3 separate regions of the Mus musculus genome follow, and regions 2 and 3 are each linked to region 1. A link is a contact called in public HiChIP or PLAC-seq and promoter capture Hi-C data. All regions are on one chromosome and are shown on one strand. Each heading gives the region's core, a stretch centred on a gene start, on an enhancer-like site or on the middle of the called end of the contact. The rest is flanking DNA. Distances are from core to core; before and after follow the strand shown.

The links. Promoter capture Hi-C pulls out the DNA fragments that hold promoters and counts their contacts. HiChIP or PLAC-seq counts read pairs in DNA pulled down with a chosen protein or histone mark.
Region 2: a contact with region 1 is called in an H3K27ac HiChIP or PLAC-seq map of epiblast stem cells, with 11 times the contacts expected there. The contact joins the promoter of Ccng2 here to the promoter of Mrpl1 in region 1. A contact is called at or near these places in 9 of 39 promoter capture datasets (the 3T3-L1 cell line, the C10 cell line, cranial neural crest and 5 more), 1 of 484 Hi-C or Micro-C datasets (B cells), 2 of 115 datasets of contacts at active chromatin or transcription factors (astrocytes and epiblast stem cells) and 1 of 9 other capture datasets (liver).
Region 3: a contact with region 1 is called in a promoter capture Hi-C map of liver, with 2.6 times the contacts expected there. The contact joins the promoter of Cfap299 here to the promoter of Mrpl1 in region 1. A contact is called at or near these places in 4 of 39 promoter capture datasets (the 3T3-L1 cell line, hippocampal neurons and liver).

The regions. Positions count from the first base shown.
Region 1 is chr5:96,207,929-96,212,667 of GRCm38.p6, reverse strand. Mrpl1 (mitochondrial ribosomal protein L1) reads right to left here and starts at 2,553. Exons shown (of 9, transcript NM_053158.3): 1 at 2,475-2,553. The coding sequence starts at 2,505.
Region 2 is chr5:93,264,681-93,269,419 of GRCm38.p6, reverse strand. It overlaps Ccng2 (cyclin G2), which reads right to left and starts at 1,847. Exons shown (of 8, transcript NM_007635.4): 1 at 1,623-1,847; 2 at 661-798; 3 at 18-155. The coding sequence starts at 798.
Region 3 is chr5:98,326,492-98,331,230 of GRCm38.p6, reverse strand. Cfap299 (cilia and flagella associated protein 299) reads right to left here and starts at 1,927. Exons shown (of 6, transcript NM_001024614.1): 1 at 1,767-1,927. The coding sequence starts at 1,877.

The DNA.
Region 1 (4,739 bases), core at 1,304-3,803:
TAAGCCAGTTGTAGCAGGGAATGCCTTTAGCCCCAGCACTCAGGAGGCAGAGGCAGACAGATCTCTGTGAGTTCAAGGTCAGCCTGATATACAGAGTAAGTTCCAGGACATCTAGGGCTGTTATGGGGAGAAACTCTGTCTGGAAACAAAAATTTAAAAATCCATTTTTTAAAAAATGCATTTTTATGATAGTTCTTTATGTTGGTAGTGGTACAAATACAGAAAGACAGATTAGTAAAACAAAAAAAAAAAAAAGCTTGACAATAAAATCATCCAAATTTCCCACAACAAACGAAGAAAAAAACCCACTCATAGGTGAATGCTAATATTTAAAAGCCTTCCAGGATAAAGAAAAATGTCCTAATAACCTTTAGGGGAGGAACAGTTTCACAAACAAGGCCCAAAGGCACTAAACAAAAAGTAGTTTACTAAATGTTAAAAACTTCTGCTTAGATGGCCTAGTCGGCCATCATTGGGAAGAGAGGCCCCTTGATCTTGCAAACTTTATATGCCCCAGTACAGGGGAATGCCAGGGCCAAGAAGTGGGAGTAGGTGGGTAGGAGAGCAGGGCAGGTGAGGGGGGGTAATAGGGAACTTTCGGGATAGCATTTGAAATGCAAATAAAGAAAATATCTAATAAAAAAAAATAAAGTGACAAAAAAATCCAAAAAACAAACCTTCTGCTTATCAAATATACTTTTTAAAAATTAAGAATTGAGGCTGAGGAGACTATCAGCAAAGTGCTTGCCATGCAAGCATGAGGGCCTGCATTCACCCCACCACACATGTAAAAAACACTGAGCACAGTGACTCTTCCTCCAAATTCCAAAACCAGAAGGCTGATCGCTGTGACTCACTTGGCCAACCAGACGAGGCTAATCAACACACTCCAGGTCCTAGTGACAGACCCTGCTTCAAAAACAATGGGATGGAAAAGTTATGAGAAATATCACACTACATGCATCCACACACATGTACACACATACCTTCCCGCATGCACATACAGTGAAAAGATGAATCTAAAATGGGTAGAGTATATTTGCAACATGTTCACTGGACAAACGAGTTGTATCTTGAGTGTGAAAGAGCAACACAATTGAAAAGTAAACAAGAAGGATAAAAAGACTTCAAACTAGAAAGGAAATGCCAATAGTGTGAAAGCTGTCCACTGAGTAGTATTACCTTATTAGTAAGCAAGGATACATCAATTTAAAACACATTATAGAATTCCATATTAGCACTACTTAAAGAGTGCTCAGTAGACCTATTATAATCTGCAACCACAAAAAGGTTACACTAGCATGTGAAACAAAGCACTAAATTATACTGTTCAATGCAACAGGCAATACTTTTAATAATGGGCATGCTGGAGATGCCTGTCCCAACACATGGGAGCCTAACCCTGTCTCAAATTGTTTTTGTTTTTTAGCAAAACTTAATCAAGAAAGCAGTGTCTACTTTTATTGTGGAGATGCAGTTTGTAAACTGGATGGTCTAAGTACCATTGTTTTACAAGCACTGGAATAAGGAAGGTTATGAAGCTTATGTTCCTGGCCAGTGGGGAGACAAGACACAATAAATAGAGGAAGGAGAAGGGCTGCAAGGTCAAAGAAGAGGGGGAGTTGATTGCATTTTAAAAGTAAAGATCAATTTCATATGAGAGGTGACGGAGCTCTTACTGTGCAAGCATGAGGGGTGAAATTCAGATTCCTGGCAGCCACATAAAAGCTGGGTAAACACAGTGCAACACCTCCCACCTCCAGGGGCTTCACTGGAGACAGTGGGATCCGCAAGCTCCAGGTCCAGTGACAAACTCTGCCTCTGGAAACAGCCTGGATACTGGCTGGCAGAAGAGAGCCTCCATGGGCACACATACATATGCACTCACACACATGTGAACATGTATACATAGACCAAGTACACATACACATGAAAAAGATCTTATAGTGTATATGGCACTGTGAATTCCTATTAGCCATGTCTAACGTGCTCAGACATGGCTATACAAAACACTACAGAATTAGTCTCCAAATGATAAACACGATAGCCTCTGTAAATTTACTAACTGGAATCGCCTTTATTCATAAACACGCCAAGGTTCAGATATTTACAGATGTAAATCACTTCATATACCACCTTTCCCTTCAGGGCTCGCTTATCAAACTGAACACGCCCGCTATCCCACACACACAACAGAATCTTGCCTTGTACTCCTCACCCCTGACTATAAGTACTGCCAATGTATTTCCGCTCCCATTTCATCCTCAAAATGACCTGCTCCAAGAGAGAACCCTTGCGTTAAGTGTCGCTTTTAAGCACTGATGACCCTCTGGGCTGTGGAGCCCAGAAGATCACGGAAGCATTTCGAGGACCGAGAAGCTGACCGGTGCCTACGAGATTCTGCCATGGATTCCGCTGCAACAGGAAACTTGGCTCTAGATTTACTTTCCACGCAAGAACACTGCTCCTCTTACCTCTACGGAGGCACCTTACGGCCGCCGCCATGTTGACTGTTCCGGATTGTGCTGACGAAGTGGGTCCCGGGTTTCAACTGCACGGAAATGCGAAAAAGGGTTCCGCGCGGAAGCTGGCAAAGGGGGAAGGAGTTGGTAGGAGCAGAAGAGCAGGGCGGGGACGACCTGGCTTCAGTGCCCTCGTGGCGAGGTTCCTGTCGGTTCCCTGTCTGAGACTGCCTTTCGTGGCTCGGGTTCAAAGGTTTATCAACCTTCGGGGCGGGGGTGGGGAATGGCTTTGTTGAAAACTCTGTAATTAATTATTCATTCCTTCTTATTTTTAATTTTGGACCCTGCAGATGTACTCCGAACGGTCATTTAAATAGAGGGAACCTGGTTCTCTGACTAAAGTCTTGAGAAAGCTGAAGTGTCCCCAGCTTCCTTCGCTATACTCTTGGCCTTCTTAAGATTCGGTTTTTCTTTAAATGAATATTGCTAGGCGACCGTGCGCGGAGCTAGCGTGTGCGCGCCTCTGAGTTCAATCTTCTTCATAGCAAAGAGAAAACAGAATCCATCAAACTTCGCCTCCACCCAAGGCGGGCCAGGAGGTCCCACTCTCTCACCCCCTTCCACCCCCCTTTGAGCAAACCTTAATCTTTCATCCGTCTGCTTTTTGGTTTCCGGCTGCTGGCAAGCTGTGCTGATCAGACCTAAGGAGCAGTACACTGCTTGGAGTTTTCGAAACACGTCTAGGGTTTTGTTTTGGTTTTTGGAGTTTGTCTGTTTTTGTTTTTGTTCTACGTAGCCAATTAGAGACCAGTGCACAGGTTATTCTGACCCCTTCCTACCCCCTACCCCCCCCCCCCCCAAAAAAAAAACATCCGTTATGTCTCAGCTGCCCGTGTGGTTTCTCTAAACCAAGTCTGGTCAGGAATTAATTCATAAGAATAAACTCCTCCAGTAATTGGCCATTTCCAAAGGCTCACTTACGGGCCTCTGCCTACCTCCTCAACCAACAACCTTCCTAACACACATGCGAGTGTACACATAACACACACACACAAAGAGAGGGAGGGAGGGAGGGATGAAGGGAGGGCAGAAGACACATTTCTCACCTCTGTGACATTTTTCCTCTCTGGCTTTTGTTTGAATTATTATGCAACACATTAACAGTATTTTTTCCCCTTAAGATTTAAATTCAGACTCTGCTCATTGTTGGCAGTCTCCTTTCATACTTCCAGGACTGAATTATGGCCACTTCTTCCTGGTTTTATGTAATAAACAGAATTAGTAATTTTTTTATTTATTTGAAACAATTCTGAGACCTATTATTCTATATAATACAATTTACCAACCTAAGTGTACAATTTAGTGGGGGGTTGAGCACACAGAGCTGTGCAGCTGTCACAATGTATCTCCCCATCTCTTTGAGCTCTTTGTGGGCAGCAATCATGTCGTTCATTTTTGTAACCTCAGCACATACTACACACAGCGTCAGACCGGAAGGAAGGTCTGCAGTAAACGTTGAAAAAAAAAAAAAAATGAATCCATGCTTATATGAATTAGTGACTTGATAAGAATTTCAAGCCTGCAAAACTTGGCTTCCTGAAGCTACTCACAGAAGATGGACCTCATCAAAGCTGGAATTTTCCAGAAGCTTTATTTTTATATTTATACCTAGTAGCCATCTAAATGAATAAGATTGTTACTTATAGACTGTTCTTGTTAACATGTAAGCAGTTACTTCAAAAGCTCTGCGACTGTTTAAAAAAAAGTAAAGAAAACCTTAGAACTTGACTCTACTTTGATAACTTTGTTTCTGCTTGTCCTCTTTTCCTTCTATGCTCTTTTCACACATACCTGAGCAACTACTAAGTACCAAACCTTGTGCTTAGATGCATAGATAAGAGGGAGCTGGAAAACTGGCAGTCACCTCATGATACTTAAAGTTAACTCCGTCTAAGAATATACACAAATTCTCCTGTTGCTGGCTCTTAGATTCATCTCCACAGCTGGAGTCAGTTGGTCCTCACCTGAAAATGCCTACCATGAGAACACAACCATCCAGTCAGAACTCACAAAATGTAATAAGCTTACAACAGTATTATTATTAAAACAATGTCCTGTATAAGTTCAATGTACCTTATTGCCTGCTTTGGTCACCAGAATCTGATGGCATTCAACCAGTAAGATCCAGAGTTCAGATATTTGCAGATAGATAGATGATATTCATTAGCTTAAGACTTTAGAAAAACTATAAATTAAAAGATACTCTGAAATAGGCAC
Region 2 (4,739 bases), core at 598-3,097, 2.9 Mb after region 1:
AAAAAGCAATTAAATACCTTCATAAGGGCCAAGAATCTATCCAAAATATTGACAGCCAGAACGAAAGTTTCAGTGCCAGATCCAAAGAAGTTAGTTAAACTTCTTAAATCTTCCACTTTGGCATTTCTCAGTCTTGAACACAAAGTGTTATCATTCTGAAATTAAAAACCAAGAATCAAAGTTTATTTTCTTAGAATGGAATAGAGGTGGTTCAAAACCTACTCTCCCTTTAGTTTTCCCCATTGTACACATGACCTCCTAAAGCTATCACACTACGTTCAGATAAATCACTACTTTTAAAATTTATCCAATACAGAACTTTAGCCAACTCAATATAACGTGAAGTGTTGCCCCACCCAAGGTAGTTACAGCAGAATGTGGGTTCCTTGATGAGGTTTTTCTGACACAATCTAAGATCCTATTAGAAATATTCTCTAGGAATTTCCCACCACCAGAAGAAACGCCTCTACAGTACACTTGGTATAACTTCCACATTCACTAAAAACAAAAGCAGAACCCTTTCACGTTTCACGTTTTTTCTTAGTACGGTGAGGCCAATTTTGGATTTAACTTTTTAGCCTTTGGTACTGATTTGGTACGAGGAAAACCAAAAAGTTACCTTCCCACCTTCCCCCAAGTCCTATCAATTCTCAAATTTACCTCCGGGGTAGCCTCCATCAAGATCAGCCCTTTTTCCCGAGGTTGGTATCTCTGTTCTTGTTCCAGGTAGAAGTTCAACAATCCGAAAAGCTGAACCCCTTCGCCACCTGCCAAGTGCTTGGCCCCCAAATCCTTCATCTGCAGCAAATACACCGCGGCCGGTTAAGAATATAATCCGGATACGTAGGGTGTGAGAGCAGAAGGAGCTGGCCGCGATCCCTCCAGCTAGGGGCGCCCCAGATCACGCAAGCCAGAACCGGGTGAGGGGGGGATCGGTCACGTCCGCCAGCCTCAGGGGAATCCTCCCCTAAAGACATGGAGGCGTGGCATGGGGGGGCAGTATCTCGGTCACCTCCGCTGGCCAGGGCTAGTTCTGATCAGCTCTGTGGCCGACAGCGTTTGACGTACAGGAAAAGTGTCCAAGAAGCGTAATGTCCCCTACTGTCCGCATCACCTGGACAGCACAGCAGGGACTTCTAACTAGACTCTAGGCCCTAGAGGAAAGCGGGGGACCGGAAGACTGAAGCCACCGAAGCGGGTTCTGGGGCGGGGCGTTGCACAATAGGAGAGAAGGGAGGGGGAGTCTCGAGACTGAACAAAGAACTGGAAGGAGGCGGCTTCGGAGCCCCGCCCCGGGAGCCCGTCGCGGAGCCCACCTCCAAGCTACCCCCGCAGCTTCTGCAGCTTTGACGAGCCCCGCAACTCGAGACAGGGCGGCCCAGTAGCTTGGGGGATGCTGGGGAGACAGTGGGGAGTCCAGTACGCCCGCAGCGAGCAGTAGCCTAATACTTGGGCTCAGTAACGGTGCGAAGCCCCGGGGCTGTCAACCCACCGTATAGCCTCAGAACACCCTGGAGCCCCTGTCAGTCCCTCAGCTGCGGCTGGGGGACTCCACCATCAAAGCAAACCGCGATCCAGACCCGGAGCCACCAAACCCAGAGCCACCCGGGAGGCCCACTCACCGTGTCGGCCCCGGCGTCACGGACCGGCGCGGCGGGGGCGTCCGGACCCGTCTCCGAGCTCAGGGACCAGCCTCCTCAGCGGCACCCCGAGACCCGCATCCGACCTCCCCGCCGCCGCCCGGCCTCACAGCCCCGGCTGCATCTTGCTCCTCAGCGGGGCTCAGCGCCCGCCCTGCACCGCCACCTCCTCCCGGCTCCGCCGCAGCCTCCGGAGCTGAGCAAACCCCTTGTTTTTGTTTTGAGTCTGCGACGCCCCCAAGGGGCGGGGCGCGTGACTGCGCGCGGAGGGATCCTCGCTCGCTCGCCCAGTGGATCTGAGAAAAAGAGTCCCTGCTCCGAGCCTCAGTTCCCAGCCTCTCTTGGCCCCTTCTGTTCCTCTTGGCCTTGCGGAGCCAGGATCTATGGTAGGGAGTGGAATCTGGATTCCAGCCTCATTTCAGAATGGAACCGGAAGGGAGCAAAGATGAGCGAGCCGATCGGAGAGCGGAAGGAGACAGTTTCTGGACGCCTCACACCTTTTAAAGGTCCCCCGATTTGTTTTGTTTTCGCTGTTTTGAAAAGTCCGCCCAAAGTAGCGGGCTCCCTGATTGGACAAGGGTGGGGCAAGCCGACTGCTGAGGACTTGATTTAATCTCGAATCTGGATTGGCTGGCCGACTGGCTGTTGCGTCCTCTGATTGGCTCTCAATATATCCCGACTCTCTTATCTTCTTCCGGGGCCTTAGCAACTCTGGGGTCTGGATTGCGCATGCTTGGGTGGGTGGCATTTGTGGTGCTCGGTTACGTGCCGGGGTCCACAGCTGCCTAGGAACTCTAGCTCAGTCTAGGCGAGGCCCGAGGCTGTCGCCTCTGGTCACACCCCGAAAATCCGAGGTCACATAACTCTGTAACAGCGTTTCCAGGAGTGCAGAAGGGCGTCCTGAACTTCTTAGTTGTACCACCGGTGTATTTTGCAATAAACAGTCAAGCTCTTAACATTCCAAGATGCTTACCGAGATAATTTTTTTTTAATCGATCTGACTCAGGAAAGAAAAAAAGCTAAATTCAACTAGTTGGTTACACAGCTGACTTGTTGAAGTTGGGCGGTGGGTAGTAGAGACTGCATTACAGAATTGTGAGTGCATTTGTGTGCCTTGAAATTTTTTTTCCATAATAAAAAGTTCAAAGGAGGGACCTTTCAATAAAAACTGCAGATTGATGAGGGTATATAGATATCTAATAAGTGTGCTTCTAGAGGTTATGGTTGTACTGTTTGCTTTTGGTTTTAATGAAGGCTCCCACAGCCTCTTGGTTCTTGATCGCCCATAAATTATCATTTATTGTCTATTATAATTAACGTTGTTATTAAGCTGACACCTCTCCTAAGGCAGAGCAAAAACCAAACCAACTAGATGCCTTAGGCAGGGCTAACTTTCACACGGAGTGGAGTATCTGTCGGGAGGCAGGAAAATTCCCTAGATTGTTTTGGTTTTGTTTGTTTGTTTTACTTTCTATTCCCTCAGATCTCTGCCTCCTAACAAACATGCAAATCGGTAACTTAGAGCCTTCATGAATTCTAAACAGCTAGCCTCTCCGAAATGAATTTTTTACTCTTGGGTGTGTTTTCTGTGAGTCACTTTGGAGCTTATAAACTACTAGAGGGCACCTAGTACCGCTTTAACAGCTGAAGAGTTACTCAAATAGATGGCTTTGTGTATTAGCTGGAAAGAGACTCAGACATCTGTTTGGAGCACAGAGCAGCAGAGGAAGAGAACACCAAAGGGCTAGCTAGCATTCCAGTTTCAGAGGGGTGTGGCCTTCTTGGTTTTAGAACATAAAATATTAGCATACCACTTAAATGATTTACAGGTTATATAATTTTATTCGAGGTGTGGTTGATCTTTTAAGCATTATTTAAATTATTACGTTAGTGACGTACATCTGGATGAAAGTCCATGCTTGTAAACTCGCACAGCAATTGGCGACTCGATGAGAGAATGGAGCTATGATTAAAGTTCAGACATATCTTGCAACAGGGGAAAAGCCCAGCTAACAGGGTCAGTGGTGAGAAAGAAACAACTGATGAGAGAAGTTTAGGAGCCGAACAAGAAGACTGGGGAGAGCTTTGTGTTCCAATGGCCAAAGGTAGAAAAGGAGCCAGGGCTATAAAATAAGTGATGTGAAAGAGGAAGTGTAAAAGAATGTGGCAGGAGATTTTATAAATAACATACTGTATGAGACAGAAAGGAAGAGAGCCAGCCAAGTGTGACGGCTGCAAACCCTGCACTTGGAAGGCTAAGGCAGGGGCATTGCGGTGAGTACAAGGATAGCCTAGGCTACAGAGTGAGACCTTGTCAGAAGGGGGAGAAGAGAAAGAAAAAAGAAAGCTTGAAGAAACCATCCTTTTCTTAGCCCTCTAGAGGGTATGAAGTTATACAAAACATACGCTGATTTTTACACGATGTGAATAGTCCTGCAAAGTGGGATGCTTTATACTGGTGAATTCGCTGACTTTCCACTTCCATCCATTTAACACTTTAATATGGAAAGACAGCAGCCCTTTAAAATACTAGCCCCAAATTACATCCTCTCCCCACTGCAAACTTTTAATGATTTTCCAGGAAGTGAGATTGCTCCGATTTTCTCTCTTTGCTCTCCCTCTCTTCTCTCTTCTTCTCTCTTCTCTTCTTCTCTCTTCTTCTCTCTTCTCTCTTTTCTCTCTCCCTCCCCCTCCCCCTCCCTCTCCCTGAAGTCTTTCTGCAGACTGGCCTTGTCCTTATCTCCTCAGCTAGCTGCACCAGACCTGTAGGTGCTGTTTATTAAAACAAGACATTCTTCCTGTGCTGAATCCATTAAGCTCATCTTGGGCTTTTCTGAGCAATTCTTGAAGACCACGTTCCTAGACAATCACCCATATAAAATAAGGGAATCAAAACTCTTTCAGCACTCAAAAAAGATAGAGGGAATTCCCTTTATTATGTGATACTGGGTGGGTCTTCTTCAGCACAGTGATAGGGGCGTGGCAGTGAGCAAGAGGAACTTGGTTAGGAAAACTGACCCAGTGAAGGATGTACTAATAAACTTGCTCAGGACATACTAAGTTAGAGAAAGTAGAATTCGTCTAAAGGAGTGCTGCCTC
Region 3 (4,739 bases), core at 678-3,177, 2.1 Mb before region 1:
TTAATTCAAGAATACGGGAGGGGAATGTATACTAGCCATGGTGACTTTTAGAAGTGCCAAACCATTGAGCTAGTCAAAGCATATCAAAATTAGCTGGCGTGTCGTTGCGTGTGTGTGTGTGTGTGTGTGTGTGTGTGTGTGTGTGTGTGTGTGTACTGGGGATTAAACCTAGGGCCTCAAGCAAACCAGCAAGCACTCTACTACCGAGCTATATCCTTAGCCCAAAATGTTCTCAGTATTGGAAAAAAAAATATTTTGAGTAAAACTTCATGTCGTTTATATCTGTAATTAATTTATCCATGACTGGAATCCATTATCTAGGGAAATCTTTAAATCATTTTAATATTTCTTTCACCCCTTACCTGAGAAAAGAAATTCAACTGGAATTTTTATTTTTCCGGTAGTCCGCAGGCAGCCACTAAAGAGAAGGACTGTGTTTAGTCAGAGGGGCAGATGACTGGAAAAGGATCTAAAACCCATAGCTTAGCAATTTTGCTGAAGCTTGTCAATCATTTCTCCACTCACTGAACTGGTTGGTTTTATTAGATGATGCTAACTTATAGAATAAAAGTTGTTAATTAGTTCAGCAAAGCTAATGTTACTCGCTGCCGTGGCAATGCAGTTGTTTTAGTGTTCTGTCGTTATTTAGTGAACACGGGAAACAGAGGATGGAGACGCACTACTTCCGTCCCGCCAACCACGCTCCTCAACCTCCGGAGCATCACTACTTCCGCATCACTACTTCCGCATCACTACTTCCGCATCACTACTTCCGGTCTACCAACCAAGTGCCAACCGCGCTCCTCATCCTCTGGCCGGTCAGATAATTAAGATGGACTCACCCTTTCTCTTCCTACCTCCCCTTCTTTCTACATAAGCTTCTTGCAACATCTATTGTAATTATCAATTCAGTGGCTTCATTTCAGATGCAAGGATTTAAAGCAACTTCTGTGGGTTTAAAATATTGGCTAAAAGCAGGAGAGACGGCTTAAGGAAAAGGTGCTTGCTGCCAAACTTGAGTTCATTCCCTGGACACCACAGAATACAAGTTCAGAACCGATTCCAAGTTGCCCACTGACTTTTTATGCATGTGTGCGTACACACAAATGGAACTTTAAGTTACCCATCTAATAAACGTAAAAGCTTGGTTGTTTGGTGATATCGCTGCTGTTGCTGTTAAAAATCATGTTTTGTAACTATTTTAACAGATAATTTCAAAAGGGACAAATTTTCTTCATTTAAGATTATTTTCATACAGTGGCACCTATTTAAAAAGGAGGGGTGTCTATATGATAAACTGCCTTGTGCACAGGAGAAATGAGGGGAGTTGGCCAAATTCAAGTCCTTCCCAGAGTTCTGTAGGGTTGATTCTCCCCCCCCCCCCCCGCCCCCAATGGTGCTTGCTCTGTTTGTCCTTAATATGGAGATGGACTCCTTTGAAAACCTGAGCCCAGGCTGTGAGACTTGCAGTTGGGAGTTAGGAGCTCGGAGCTTGAAGATCCCTCCAACTAAGTCTTCTCGAGCATCCGGGACCTCCCGCTGCCCTGCCCTCAGGTGCACACAGCAACGCGTCCTCCTGGTTTTATGCCTTGTTACTACTTTACAGCGACCAAGTCGGCCTCTGTGCAGCGCACCAGCGTTTGGAGGGCTGGGGACTCCTGCAGCCTGCAGAGAAGTCTCTCGAAGCCAGAGGCCTGCGGTGAGCGCCGTCACCGCCAGGGGGCGACCAAGCCCCGCCGCGGCCAGCAAGACGGACCCGCGCTTACCTCCAGGTAGTACAGGTCGACCGTAGTGATCTGAGAGTCCAGGAAGTCTTCATAGGTGTTGAACTGTGTGACAATGTTGTCCACGGCCGTCAGCCCCTCGTCCTGATCCATCGCGGCTACACCGACGCGTCCCTAGTAACCGGTGTGGGCGGGCCGGACGCGCGCCGGTTGCGGGGGCGGGGCAGAGGGCGCTGCGCTGGCCCTGCCCCAGCCGGATCCCTGGGCGGCTTCTAACCCCTGGGAGCGGTCAGCCCTGCAGGGCAAACCCAACTTTTTTGGTGTAAAAGCCTTAGCAAAGTCCGAAGGTGCCTGCTCAGTGTTTGCAGTAAGAACCTCGACAGAAGAGTATCCCGGAAATCTAGGGGAAATAGTCTTGCTGGGTGCTTCAAAATAGCACGTGATCAGTTGTATAAATTACAACTTAAAGGCAAGTTATGGTTGGTTACTTGTGTGCCAGGAACAATGTATAAACTTCCCAAACGAAGCAGCCTTAGTGATCTCCTTTGCTCCTGCCTTCTGCCTTTCAGTTCCTTTACTTTTTGTTATTTAAATTTCAATAAGTTGAAAATTACTTGAAAAATCTTGCCTCCTTGAACGTCCTTTAAAAAATTGGGTTGGGGGGGAGGGATCCTAATCATGGAATGATATATCCCATTGAGAAGCTGATATTGACTTGTGTTTCTATTTACTCATTTCTTTAAAATACTATAGTATAAAATTGAATCTGAAACATTTCTCATTAGAGCAGACTTGTACAACTGTTTCCACACCAGAAGCACAGATGCTTGCTGTTATGCCAAGGGACTTTACAATCATCTCAGCATTTGTAGAAATCAAATCAGATTCTGCAATGAATCTTTTCCATTTTTTGGGGGGGAGGGGGGCAAAGTAAAGCCAGGTCTATTTAAGACCCCAAGTTGCACAATAAGTTATAGCTTTATTTTAAAAACAGGCTACCAACAATTTATATTGTATAATTATCTAGAAAGCTATAGAAACTAAACTCCAAGCATAGAGGGGAAAAAATTTCATGTGGCCTAAAACATTATCACAAGTAGAGAGGAGAGGTCTCTGTACTGTCTGGTCCAAAAGAAACTTGAGGACAAGTGCCTTTTGTGTCTTTTAGCATTCTGAAGGGCAAGCTGGCCTCTAGGCATCTCATGTACCTGGTTTCAAGTCCAAGCTGACATTCAGGCTCCTCCTAGCTCCTCTCATATCAGCTTCTCAGTCCTACAGAACCCTGACCTTTCAGCCATGTGCTCTCTTACCACCCACCCCCTCTCTGTCCCAGAGGCATTATTCTGGGTGTGTTGAACACAACAGAAAGCTTAAAAAAAAAAAAAAAAGTTTCTGCCGCTGGGGTCCACAGGATATGAAACTTGCTTCCGTGTGGTGATTGATTTGAATTTACCACATACCAGCCCTGTTCTAAGTACCATACAATCTCCATTATTTCGTTTAATCACAACAACAAACTCACTAGAAAACCAGCATTGGTGTTATCCTCCATATGGAGACAGGATGAGTTTAAATGACTTGGCCAAAGTGTCGGGTGCAAAAAAGCAAACCCAAAAAATAACAATAGTCCTTTTCTCTCACAGGGGCATGTGGATGTAAAGATAGGTTATAAAGAGCTGTGTAAAACCAAATACAGAAGTTTGTTTATTAGAAAGAAAAATAAACGTGTGGTAAGGAACACGGATTGATACAAAGCCTAGAAACAGTAGGCGCATCTTCCAAACTGTGGAGGCAAGAAACGCAAGTTCTGTGTGGGATGGAGGGAGAGGTGGACAGTAGGGAGGGGCACAGGAAAGAGGATTGGAAGGAGGAAGCTGACTGAAGTTGAAAGGTGTAGTAAAAGAGATTTCAAACGAGACCAGCCGTGGACCCAAACAGGAGAAGCTGTGGTGGCCATGGCTTCAGAATGGAACTCACACTACTGCACGCTGCTCGTCTAGGGGGTGCTGGGCTGTGCTTACATGTGTTACCGCTGTTTCTGCCATCCTCCCACACCAAGGTTTTATCGTCCTCTTGAAATCATAAAACAGCTAAGGAATGTTGGAATTCCTGACCCTGTGGCACTCTGATATCAAGGACGATTTCTACCTTCATTGTTCTAGCATGATCCATTGCAGTTGTACGTTTTTTAGGGATGCTTCATTAAACTGACCACGCAGACAGAAACCGCACGGTCAGAAGCTCTTTGGTGAAATGATCTTGAAAGCATAGAAATTTAAACAACTTAAAGGTATTTCCAATCAAGGACTCTAATGCTGCCCAAACACTTTTAACAGAGCAGTGTCTTTGTTAATAGTGAAAGAAATTTATAAATTTAGACCATTCTACACAGAAAGGTTAAAATTACAGTAAGCCCAACAACACAAGTCTTCTAGATTTTCACTTTGGGTTCAGAAACACTTTAGACCTGAGCCTGAAAAATGCCAAGAAGGAATGGCAACCATGAAATATGTAAGATTAAGCAAGTCTCTTTTCTATGGTGAGGCCTTTGTTATGACGAAGAAATACTTTATTTTGGAAACCATAAATTCCTTCTTCAAGTCTGGGACTTTTAAACATTGAATCCAGGAATTTAGCACCGATCCCAGAAATTCTATTCTTTGCCAAAAGATGGGGAATATATATTTCACAACAAACTGCAGGGTGTAAGAGAGAAGAGACATATGGAAGAATAAGAAAATACATGCCCTATTCAGCTTAGCTACAGAGTAAAGAAGGCCATACTATAAAGAAAAGGGCATAGGGAAAACCAAACCCTAGCATTTCTTTGAAACAAATGGGCTTTCTTCTATTCTCACTAGAGCAGGATGAAGTCATTTCAAACTACACTCTATCTTTTTCTTTTCCCAAATAATTAGTAATATCCTATGCTAGCTGGGAAAGTAAGTAGAGATTGTAATTTTTGTACGTGGACATGATAGGAAAGGGGTGCTGTGCTAATTATGTTAATAAATG